Regions from separate parts of the Sus scrofa genome. Here all the other regions are linked to region 2. A link is a contact called in public HiChIP or PLAC-seq data. All regions are on one chromosome and are shown on one strand. Each heading gives the region's core, a stretch centred on a gene start, on an enhancer-like site or on the middle of the called end of the contact. The rest is flanking DNA. Distances are from core to core; before and after follow the strand shown. Region 1 overlaps PRUNE2 (protein prune homolog 2). Region 2 overlaps GCNT1 (beta-1,3-galactosyl-O-glycosyl-glycoprotein beta-1,6-N-acetylglucosaminyltransferase). Region 3 overlaps PRUNE2 (protein prune homolog 2). Region 4 overlaps PRUNE2 (protein prune homolog 2).

Region 1 (2,700 bases), core at 63-2,562, 180 kb after region 2:
TATGGTGAAGATGGGATGATGGAGTTAAAAATAATGACTGTCACCAGCCACTAAGGGTGCTGGCCTTAGCTCCAAAATAAATATGAAGGGTTTAAAAATGGATAAATAGTATCTGTCTTAAAATCACGTAGGTTTTTCAAATGTTTGCACGTTATGGACAACATCATGGAATAACTGAAAGAGTCCTTGATACAAGGTTATAGTTCTACTACAAGCAGATTAATCCTGAGAAAATTAGCTGTCTGCGATTTTAAATGAAGGCACTAACTACCCAACATCACAGCAACTGTGGAGAATTAAAAAGAATAAATAAAATACATATGAAAATATGCTAGAGATTATAAAGCATTGACTAAGTTTAAGGTATTGCATTCCTTCATTTAAAAGATAAGGGCGGGATTAGTGATTTAACAGAAGTATGTGTCATGATTAGACAAAATATAATTACGGTTGCTACCACTGTATGAGCCCAGGTAAGGGAAAATTTCAGTGCTACACAAACCTCCATAGAGCCTGCAAGTGCCCCTGGACTCACTGGTTAGTGAAGAGAGCTTCTGTCTCCCTCTCAATGCCCCTTTGCGACACAGAGTGGAGATCCTGTAAAGAAAGTTCTAGAAAGCCAGAGGTGGTATGGGCAAAGGAAAGGAAAAGCTGAAGCTGTGATCAAGTGGTACACAGAGGAGAGGGTCACAAACACAGGCATGTTACAAAAGGACATGGGGACTTTTTTAGGAAACCTCAGGGTCAGAAAAGGAACCCTGAACCAGAACAGCCCAGAGGCAAACCACAGAGAAACCTAAGTTGTGTGCATTGTAAATACTTAACTGCATTCATACAGGAGGACTATAAATATTTGTAGAAACGAAGGGGCCAAAAAGAGTAGCTGGTAAAGAAAGCAGGATGGAATTTTACCATCAGTAATAGAAGCCTCTTGGGATCTTTTAGGAGACAAATCATTCCATCATGAAAGTATGCAGTTTACCTTACCCACCCATAGCCACTACTTAATTTGGAGTTTTCTGTATACAGATTGGAACTACAAAAAGGCTGAAGGAGTTGTAAACACAAGTCTGACTCTACAATGGCTGACCTGCTCAACAGGTGCATGGCTCCACCTCTCCATCTAGAGGACGGATCCAGAACTGTTTGTTTGCTGAATGGTTGTACAATCAGTATCATTCTTCACCAAATATTTCCGGCTTTCGCCTTTTGGGCACATGGTAAAATTATACTTTCCTCTCCTCCTCTGAAATTAGGGAGGTTGTCAGGCTTACTCTGATGAATGAAATGAGAGCAGAAGTGGCAGGTGTCCTTTGGTGCCTGTAGAGGAGCTCCACTCAGTGGCTGTGAGGAGCAGAGCCTCTACTAAATAAAGCTTGTCGGATACGTGAGCAAAAAGAAATTTTTGTGTTTTGCCCTGAGATATTGGGTTTCTCTGTTACCACACACTAATCCAGCCCATTCTGACTGGCAGAGCTGACTTTATTATTTGTTTTGAAGGGAACATCTGACTCACACCATGCCCTGATTTGAGTAACCCCATTTCCCACAGTCTCAACCCAGGCTTTGACATCTTTTTGTCTTGGTTGTTAAAGCACAAAATAACATTTTAAACATGATGATAAAGCTCAGAAGAGCACCAAATGCTTTCCATACCACCTTTATGGGCTTTTCATAGCTACTTAGCACTTATCAATTTACTTAATGACTTATTTAGTTAAATAAGTTCATTTTGAAGGGAAGGTTTGTATCACTGTACATATAGAAACTTAAGAGTCACTCACCTAAAAGAGTCACATAAATTAAATGTAATCACAATAAAACAATGCTATTAAATTCAAGGTAGAACCTCTGGGCTCATAGTCTAAAGATGATGAAACGTAGCTTGCAGAGTTTGGGCTGGACACAGGTCTTAAGGCCCCACAGGAAGTGACCTCCAGGTGCTAGAAGAAAGGCCTAGACCTGAAAATTCTAAATAAGGCTATGGCCCTTAAAGAACTGCCCTCCTAATGGAAAGGAGGTGAGAACAAACTTTATCCTCTGGCCTTGGAAAGCCCAGTTTGCCTGGAATCTTGGGTGGAAAATAAAAAGCAACCCATGAGAACTAGCGACATTACTTACATACCAAGAATGTCTCAATGAATAGTACCTGAATGATATAGGAAACACAAGTCAAGAAATTAAAATTAAAATTCACCTAGGACCATTGAAGGCCTAGAGTCCTAGGGTTTCAGAAGAACCAAATGTGAAACCTCTTGGTAGTGCTAGGATTTTACAATCTAGGATTCAATAGAAATCCACTTAGGACAAAGAAAAAAAAAAACAAAAAAACCTCTCAAAGATGAGCTCACACCAAAATCTCAGCCTTCACCTCCCAAACCACAAACTCTACTAGGAAAAAAACACTATGAGGGATTGCCAGCAGATGCCATAAACAGAAGAACTAGCAAGAAAAGTCTTTTTAAAATAGGAACAATATGAAAAAGATCACAATAATTAGAGAATAACGTTTAAACCTTCATGGTGTTAAAGCACTGAGATTTGTTCCTCATAGGAGGTAAGTGTCATTTACCCCAAGCAGCCATGCTGCTTAAAAAAGGAATATCTAAAAATAATAATGCAAAGTGTTGACAAGAAAGTGATATAAAAAGAAATACCGGAAAAAACATTAGCCACAGGAAAGAAAGTGTCAAAATATTA
Region 2 (2,700 bases), core at 13-2,512:
CACTCAGCAGGAGAGTCTCTAGTTCCATCCATGTTTTTGCAAATAGCATTTTGTGCTTTTTTATGGTTGAGTAGTATTCCATTGTGTATATGTACCATATCTTCCTAATCCAGTCGTCTGTCGATGGACAATTGGGTTGTTTCCATGACTTGGCTATTGTGAATAGAGCTGCAATGAATATGCGGGTGCATGTGTCTCTTTCAAAGAAAGTTTTGTCCGGATATATGCCCAAGAGTGGGATTGCTGGGTCGTATGGTAGTTCTATGTATAGTCTTCTAAAGTACCTCCATACTGATCTTCATAGTGGTTGTACCAGCTTACATTCCCACCAGCAGTGCAGGAGGGTTCCCATTTCTCCACATGCCCTCCAGCATTTGTTATTTGTGGATTTATTGATGATGGCCATGCTGACTGGTATGAGGTGGTACCTCATGGTAGCTTTGATTTGCATTTCTCTAATAACCATTGATGTTGAGCATTGTTTCATGTGCTTGTTGGCCATCTGTACATCTTCCTTAGAAAAATGTCTATTCAGGTCTTTTGCCCATTTTTCCATTGGGTTGTTGGCTTTTTTGCTATTGAATTGTATGAGTTGCTTGTATATTCTAGAGATTAAGCCCTTGTCAATTGTATCCTTTGAAACTATTTTCTCCCATTCTGTAAGTTGTCTTTTTGTTTTCTTTATGGTTTCCTTTGCTGTGCAAAAGCTCGTCAGTTTGATTAGGTCCCATTTTTGCTTTTATTTCTGTTGCTTTGGGAGACTGACCTGAGAAAATATTGCTAATGTTGATGTCAGAGAATGGTTTGCCTATGTTCTCTTCCAGGAGTTTGATGGTGTCTTGTCTTATATTTGAGTCTTTAAGCCATTTTGAGTTTATTTTTGAGCATGGTGTGAGGGTGTGTTCTGGTTTCATTGCTTTGTATGCAGCTGTCCAGGTTTCCCAGCAATGCTTGCTGAAAAGACTGTCTTTTCCCTGTTTTATGTTCTTGCCTCCTTTGTTAAAGATTGACTATAGGTGTCTGGCTTTTTCTTATGAGAGATTACTTGCATCGTTTGGGGCATGTATGTGTCCCCTGTTTATCATCACTCTTCTGATTTCTTTACTGAAATCTTGCCTTCATTTCCACAGATGTGCTTAAAAATCGATTCATTGCTGTGGTTCATAACTGAGAAATAGACTTTGTGTCATAACATGAAAGGAGGTCTCTAGGGTTATGGAACATGAGTGGTAAACAGATACTACCTCTTACTCACCTTCCTCTTTTCTAAAAAACTGCTTTTGTTACACATCATAATCTTCCTTTTGCACTTCCTTTGCTTCAGGCTTTTACTCTGTCAGCATGCATAGAAACAAGGGGTGCTTTCTCTTTTCTAGTATCTACATCCTACCCATTTTTCAAGATTCAGGTAGGCTGTAATTGAGGAAGCCTTCTTAGGCCCTTTCTTTTCCTTTAGATGGATTTAGAGCTTTCTTCTCTGTAGTGCAGACTGGAGTGTATTTCATGGGTCCTACCAAGACTGTGGGCAGAAATGGGAGGTTTTAGTTCCTCTTTCAGGCCGTCAGCTGCCTGTGTCCCTGGCTGTTCCTCAGAGGAGCACTTGCAAAGAATGAATACTATTTCTAAACATGAATGAGATGCACAAGTTATTTAAATGACATTTTGTTCCTTAGTACTGTAAAAAGTGAAGAAAAAAAAAATTTGTAGAACTTTTTATGCCATTAATTCAAGCATAGAGAACCTTTTATTGGTTTTTCTTTTGTAGGTGATCACACAGATGAAGCCTAGTTTTAGTTGCATCTAATTTAAAGATAGGGACAGAAGTTCCTGTCGTGGCTCAGTGGAAAGGAATCTGACTAGCATCCATGAGGACACAGGTTTGATCCCTGGCCTTGCTCAGTGGGTTGGAGATCCGGTGTTGCCCTGAGGTGTGGTGTAGGTCGCAGACACAGCTTAGATCCAGTGTTGCTGTGGTGTAAGCCAGTGGCTACAGCTCTAATATGACCCCTAGCTTGGGACCCTCCATGTGCCATGGGTGTGGCCCTAAAAAGACAAAAAAAATAAAATATAAAATAAAATAAAAAATAAAATATAAAATAAAATTAAAATAGGGACAGGTCATTGAGACTTTCACTAATCATGTTTACTACGTATTTTAAGTTTTCATATAACTGTTTTTTGTTTGCTTTTGTTTTTTTGTCTTTTTAGGTCCACACACACGGCACACGGAGGTTCCCAGGCTAGGGATCTAATTAGAGCTGCGGCTGCCGGCCTACGCCAGAGCCACAGCAATGCCAGATCCAAGCTGTGTCTGTGACTCACACCACAGCTCACGGCAATGTCGGATCCTTAACCCACTGAGCAAGGCCAGGGATCGAATCTGCAACCTCATGGTTCCTAGTCAGATTCGTTTCTCTGTGCCACAACAGGAACTCCAAGTTTTTATGTAACTGTTTAATAGGCTTTGACATGGAATTTAAACAGTTCATAGAAATGTGAAAAGAAGGTAAAAATGGAAGGAAAGAAAATAATAACTGTTCTGCTTACCAAGGCTTGAGAATATTGATTTATATTAGTTATGTTTAAAACTGATTAGCTATCATGATAGGTCTTAATTTTATCACTACCTTTAAGACTAGGGAAATGTAGCCATTTGTTTAAGCAGAGTTACAAATTACAGATTGTTTGAAAAAGCACATG
Region 3 (2,700 bases), core at 182-2,681, 210 kb after region 2:
GTTCTATTTCTCTGAAAAAACACGGACCAACACATAATACCCCTTTGTCACATGACATTCTTGCAACTCTGCCTTCTTTGAAACAAACCTATACACGGTTCTTTAAGAAAAAACAAAGATCTGTGACCCCATAGGAAAGATCAGGCACAGGCATCACTGGGGACTTGGTGTGCAATCCTTAGCTGGTGGTCTACAGCTGGAAGATGACCAGGCTGCTGGCAAAAGCCTCTGTGAAGACTGATTCTAGGGAGTGAGAACACAGTGCTGAAGCAGACTGTTTACTCTCCCAGCACTCATACCAAGTTCTGTGAATAAGACTCACTAGGTAACAAGGCTTCTTTCTGATGCTCCTTCCGATGTTGAAAACACAGCTTACTGCCCTCAACACAGTGTGGGCATTGCGGGGGTGGGGGGGGCCTAGGTGATGTGACAGCAAGAAGTCAATGCAACTCATCTTGCATATACTATCAGCTTATTTTGAGAAGCAGGTTTTAATTTTCTTTTTTTCAAGGCAGTCTGGATTTTGGTCCTATGGTCAGATTATGCATCAGAAGATGACTCCAGGTTTTGGTTGGGAAACTATGGCTATCTTATCACCTTGCTTCTGTGATTACCTTCCTGTCTCCAGGATTTCCTTTATGTTACTCTCTCCAGTTAACTTGGCTGGCCTCTTATCTCCTTCTTTGTCTTTCCAGACTATGACTTTCCTTTCATGCCTATCTCGAATTGCATCTCTCAGGACCTCGGTATGACTTTTGAGAGGCTTAGACACACTTTTGCCTTCATGGGCTCTTTGCTTCACTTTAAAAAAAACCAAAACAAACCAAAACCCTAAAAATTTGTTTCATATCCACATTGATAGAAGGAAATATAATTCACACCAGAATATAATCCACACAGTAATATAATCATTTTTTTCTTTTGATTTTTAAAAGAAATTCAAAGCCTCTCAGGAGTCTCTTAAAGTGTCCTGGGCCCTGGGCACTCCTGGGTAATAAGCTCTTCCTGGTTCTTTCTCCATACAAGTGTCCTACATAGATGCCTTTCTGTTAACTTACTAGCATTAACACACATTCCAGACAGAGAGAGGCTTAAATTCAAACTCCCCAGCTTCTTCAATTTCTTTTTTTTTTTTTTTTTTTTTTGGTCTTTTTCCAGAGCTGCACCCACAGCATATGGAGGTTCCCAGGCTAAGGGTCTAATGGGAGCTGTTGCTACCGGCCTAGGCCAGAGCCATAGCAACGCCAGATCCGAGCCACATCTGCAACCTACATCACAGCTCACGGCAATGCCAGATCCTTAATCCACTCAGCAAGGCCAGGGATTGAATCCGCAACCTCATGGTTCCTAGATGGATTTGTTAATCACTGAGCCACAACAGGAACTCCTTTCACTTTCTAACTATAAACTAGATCAAGTGATTCACACTTTCTGAACATCAGTTTCCTCCCTTGTGTAATTCTTACCTCATACAGTTGGCATGGTAACATGAGCTCCTGTGTATACAGTTCAGTACCTGGTCCAGGGCAAATCCCTATAACTGGTAGCTATTTACTTATTTTTGGATTTTTAGGGCTGCACCTGCAGCATATGGAAGTTCCCAGGCTAGGGGTCCAATCAGAGCTATAGCTGCTGGCCACGGCCACAGCCATGCAGGATCTGAGCCGAGTTTGCAACCTATACCAGAGCTCACAGCAACGCTGGATCCCCGACCCACTGAAAGAGGCCAGGGATTGAACCCACATCCTCATGGTTACTAGTTGGATTCATTTCTGGTGAGCCACAACAGGAAATCCATAACTGGTAGCTATTTAAATGACATTGGTCATCAACTATTTTGATTTAAATTTCACACTATTATCTACCTTTTCACTATGTTTAAATCCTTTATTAAACTATAAACTCCTAGAGGGATGGGGGTAAGTTTTAAACCAGTGGGTCTCAAACTTTGCTGTGCCTCAGAATCCCCTAGAGGAGGAATATGACAGCTGGACCACACCCCAGGTTCTTGATCAGGAGGTATGAGGTGGGACAGGCAATGTACCTTTCTAGCAAATATCCAGGTGTTGATGAGGCCTGTTGGTTTTTGGGCCCCACCTAGAAAACTACTGTTTTAGATAGTAGTTAGATCCTCCCAAGATCCATCAGGAAGAAATCTTTCAGACATATTCAGAGTAAATTATTTATGCAAAGGTAATATAAATGCCAGGGGAAAATCTGTCCCCTCCCCAGCAGTGAGAAAATTTTCATTACTGCGGGAGCTGAGCAGAAAGGGATGAGCAAAGCAATCTCATTAAAAGCAAAGAGGCTAGTGGCACAATTGAACACAATCATCTGTTGGATTTCAGAGCCGTGTGCAAAATGCAGACAAGGAGCCAAATAATAGCTCAGCCAACTTGAGGCTGCCTGAATTCTGAGCTCAATCTATAACAATGCCAGCAGGGCTGCTGCGATCCATCTGCTACTCTCTTTCCGATAACGGATCTGAGGTCTCTCTGGAAGGAAATAGCTTGACAGGAAGAAAGAAAGATTAGACCAACTGAAAATGTCTGGATTTATGAAGCTGCACTCGAAGATGGTGTAGCTTTTAACTCTTTATGGCACTTTGCTAACCTTCATTATACTCCTGCTGTTCTTTCCGATTTCTGTTCCTTTCATGAAGAAATGTAATTTGTGAATGCCAAAGCTCTTCCGGGAACT
Region 4 (2,700 bases), core at 46-2,545, 160 kb after region 2:
TTTAGAGGACAATGAATGCATATTTTTATAATTAAAGTAGTATTAATTCTACTGCAATATCAAGCATACCTTATAAAAGGTCGTGTAACTGCAAGGATTGTTCTGATGAACCAAGATGGATGAACAATGATGAATGATTTTAAATTCTTCCGCAACCTATTTTGAAAAGAGAAAAAACAATTACATATATAATAATAGGGAGTTCTATATAAATTACTGTTATCTGGTATGAAGGTATAGAATGCCATGATTAATAAAAAGAATGCCTTTTAAGATATAATTTGAAATTTGCATGATTCAAATCTTACTTCTCCATAGAATAAATATAAAATAGAATACTACATTCTTAGAGTGCATAAATCTATAACTGACCTGGAATATTTTTGTTTAATGATGCTTTTCATTTTTGTCACCATTATCTTTATCAGTCTGAAATGAATACGCTCTTTACTAGCAACTCAGCCAATTCACCTGAGCCTTGGTTTCTTCTGTATAATGAAAATAGTAACAGTCTATTATGTGGTTATATGACCTACAGATTATCATTTTAATGTTTTTGATATTCAGACATATTTCTCAGCATTAGCAATGCTACTTGTGTACATTTGGATGGTGAAATAGATTTTAGTTACTATAACAGGACACTCACATCTGAGGGGAAGCCACACATATGGTAGACATCATAAACCTCTATGCTTATTATGGCCATTCTCCTATAGATGGCGACCACGTGTTTTGTTCTAATAAAACCAGCATGGACAGAAGTGATGTAGCTTGAGGAAAGAGTACAGAAAGGTCCCCCCATGGGCCAGAATTAACAGTGAATGTTGAAATAAGAGAACAAGGGTTGCCTAAGTCACAATCGTCCTAGTGCATAAAAACATCAGCAAGGTCACGTGATATCAATAACGACTCCCAGATACTTTGGTTTTTCAGCTCAAATTGCACCTCCATGTGGCAAAAGGATGGGCATACTTTAAAATACTTGGTCACCAAGTATTTTACAACATTTAACAAAAAGATTTCAGCATTGAACAAAATAAAGCAAGAGTTGCCTTATTTCAGATTTGGGGCATCAAGTAACACTTTGATTAATACTTTTATAATTTATTACCCCAATTCTTCATTAATTCAGTGTTCCTAAATTGTGACTGCAATTTTGGTAAATTAAAACCTAACTGGAGATGGACGTTGTGGAGGAGGTCAAAATAGTGATTAAATAATGGCGTCTACATACCGTCTGTCAATCATCTGGTAGCATTTCTTCATCCAGCCCAGCCCTGGCATTTTCCGTCTTGGGGTTGCACCATTCAAGTACACAATCATATAGTCTTCAGCTACCATCAGCTCTAAAGTACTTATTACATATCTGATCACAGGAAGGAAGAGGAGTGTTGTCAGTTCCCACATGAAAGAGTTCATCTTATTTTCCCATAATTATATAACACTTAAATTACAGGGTGCATGACATTTAAGAATGGTTGCACATATTACCTCTTCACCTTGAGAAGACTGCAGTTACCTAAGATCATTTCTCTGAGAGTATTATTCATTTATTTGTTATCTGTCTCTCTCTCTCTCCCCTCTCTCTCTTTTAATGCTAGTACACCTGAAAAATGTGTGGGTTAGAAACCTGACTTTCAAAAATGTCAACAATGTTACTATATACTAGGCTCAGGGCAGATTAAGTGACGGCAGATATAAATGAAGTCAGGTTATCATCAGTTGACTGAGAACATGTTATCAGGGAATAAAAATGACACCTCAGCCAAAGGAAATGTTACAGAATGTTAAAATACAGGCCAAACTGTGCATTTTGTTTTCAATTTATTCTGACAAAACAGCTCCTCTAAAGCTTTTAGTCTCTTGAGCAATTTTCCTCGACACAGATTTCATCGACTTTTAATCAAAGGCATAGAATATTCTACATCACTGATTTCCTTTTATTAAAGATGCTCTATCTGCCATGACATGCCCACAGACTGCAGCTCAAAGCACTTTGTCGTAAGTATCACTCACAAGAAAAGATTTTCCATGACATAGTGGTAATCCGCCCGACTGCTGTCTGGCAGAAAACAGGCAGCAAACACAATGATGGCATTTAGGCCGTCCCCATAGTATCCTGGGGGACAAACAAAAAGACATTTGTAACCAAGTGAAAGCTCTTAACAACACAAAATATTTAACCTAAAGGATAAATCTGGAAGCCTTGGAAAGTGTATGTGGATGTAATAGGTCTATCTTTAAATGGGTACTATATAGATTATTCTCCTGTAAGTATTTACACATATCCTTCGGTGGTTCAGATATAAATTAAGTAGATTCTTAAACATATAGTGTGAATGTATTTGCAAATATTGAGTATTCATGTATTATGGATGATTATATATGTTGTACATAGTCATAAATTGGTGTTTAAATATTCAACTTATCAAAGGATGGGGGCAACATTTTTTACTTAAGAGCTTCTTATTTATATAATAAAAAAAGTGAATTTATATAATATTCCCTCCTTTCATAGCCAAGAAAGAGATTCTGTTTGATCCTCTTTAGTTCCTCCTAGTTTTAGAGCTTGGTTAATTTGAGGGGAAAAATTTAGCCACCGACCTGCAATGTAACCTGAGACTCACACACTCCAGTGACCAGATACTAGTGAGTAGGTAAGGAAAACACCTTTAGTTTGATTCTGAGGCCTGGTGC

The links. HiChIP or PLAC-seq counts read pairs in DNA pulled down with a chosen protein or histone mark.
Region 1: an H3K27ac HiChIP or PLAC-seq map of alveolar macrophages shows a contact between it and region 2. The contact joins two enhancer-like sites. A contact is called at or near these places in 2 of 2 datasets of contacts at active chromatin or transcription factors (alveolar macrophages and skeletal muscle).
Region 3: an H3K27ac HiChIP or PLAC-seq map of alveolar macrophages shows a contact between it and region 2. The contact joins two enhancer-like sites.
Region 4: an H3K27ac HiChIP or PLAC-seq map of alveolar macrophages shows a contact between it and region 2. The contact joins two enhancer-like sites. A contact is called at or near these places in 2 of 2 datasets of contacts at active chromatin or transcription factors (alveolar macrophages and skeletal muscle).

The regions. Positions count from the first base shown.
Region 1 is chr1:229,625,164-229,627,863 of Sscrofa11.1, forward strand. The region is part of intron 15 of PRUNE2 (protein prune homolog 2); the gene reads right to left. Among named protein-coding and RNA genes, the nearest start is that of GCNT1, 200 kb to the left of the region's middle. Within about 2 kb of position 1,313, at least 10 of the 83 cell types and tissues checked have an H3K27ac peak or open chromatin away from gene starts, as enhancers often do. A contact at or near this core is called in alveolar macrophages, where this site is marked.
Region 2 is chr1:229,448,244-229,450,943 of Sscrofa11.1, forward strand. All of the region lies in intron 2 of GCNT1 (beta-1,3-galactosyl-O-glycosyl-glycoprotein beta-1,6-N-acetylglucosaminyltransferase), which reads left to right. Among named protein-coding and RNA genes, the nearest start is that of GCNT1, 21 kb to the left of the region's middle. Within about 2 kb of position 1,263, at least 15 of the 83 cell types and tissues checked have an H3K27ac peak or open chromatin away from gene starts, as enhancers often do. A contact at or near this core is called in alveolar macrophages, where this site is marked.
Region 3 is chr1:229,653,255-229,655,954 of Sscrofa11.1, forward strand. The region is part of intron 15 of PRUNE2 (protein prune homolog 2); the gene reads right to left. Among named protein-coding and RNA genes, the nearest start is that of PRUNE2, 190 kb to the right of the region's middle. Within about 2 kb of position 1,432, at least 9 of the 83 cell types and tissues checked have an H3K27ac peak or open chromatin away from gene starts, as enhancers often do. A contact at or near this core is called in alveolar macrophages, where this site is marked.
Region 4 is chr1:229,603,901-229,606,600 of Sscrofa11.1, forward strand. It overlaps PRUNE2 (protein prune homolog 2), which reads right to left. Exons shown (of 27, transcript XM_021065057.1): 20 at 2,020-2,122; 21 at 1,238-1,369; 22 at 70-156. Among named protein-coding and RNA genes, the nearest start is that of GCNT1, 180 kb to the left of the region's middle. Within about 2 kb of position 1,296, at least 9 of the 83 cell types and tissues checked have an H3K27ac peak or open chromatin away from gene starts, as enhancers often do. A contact at or near this core is called in alveolar macrophages, where this site is marked.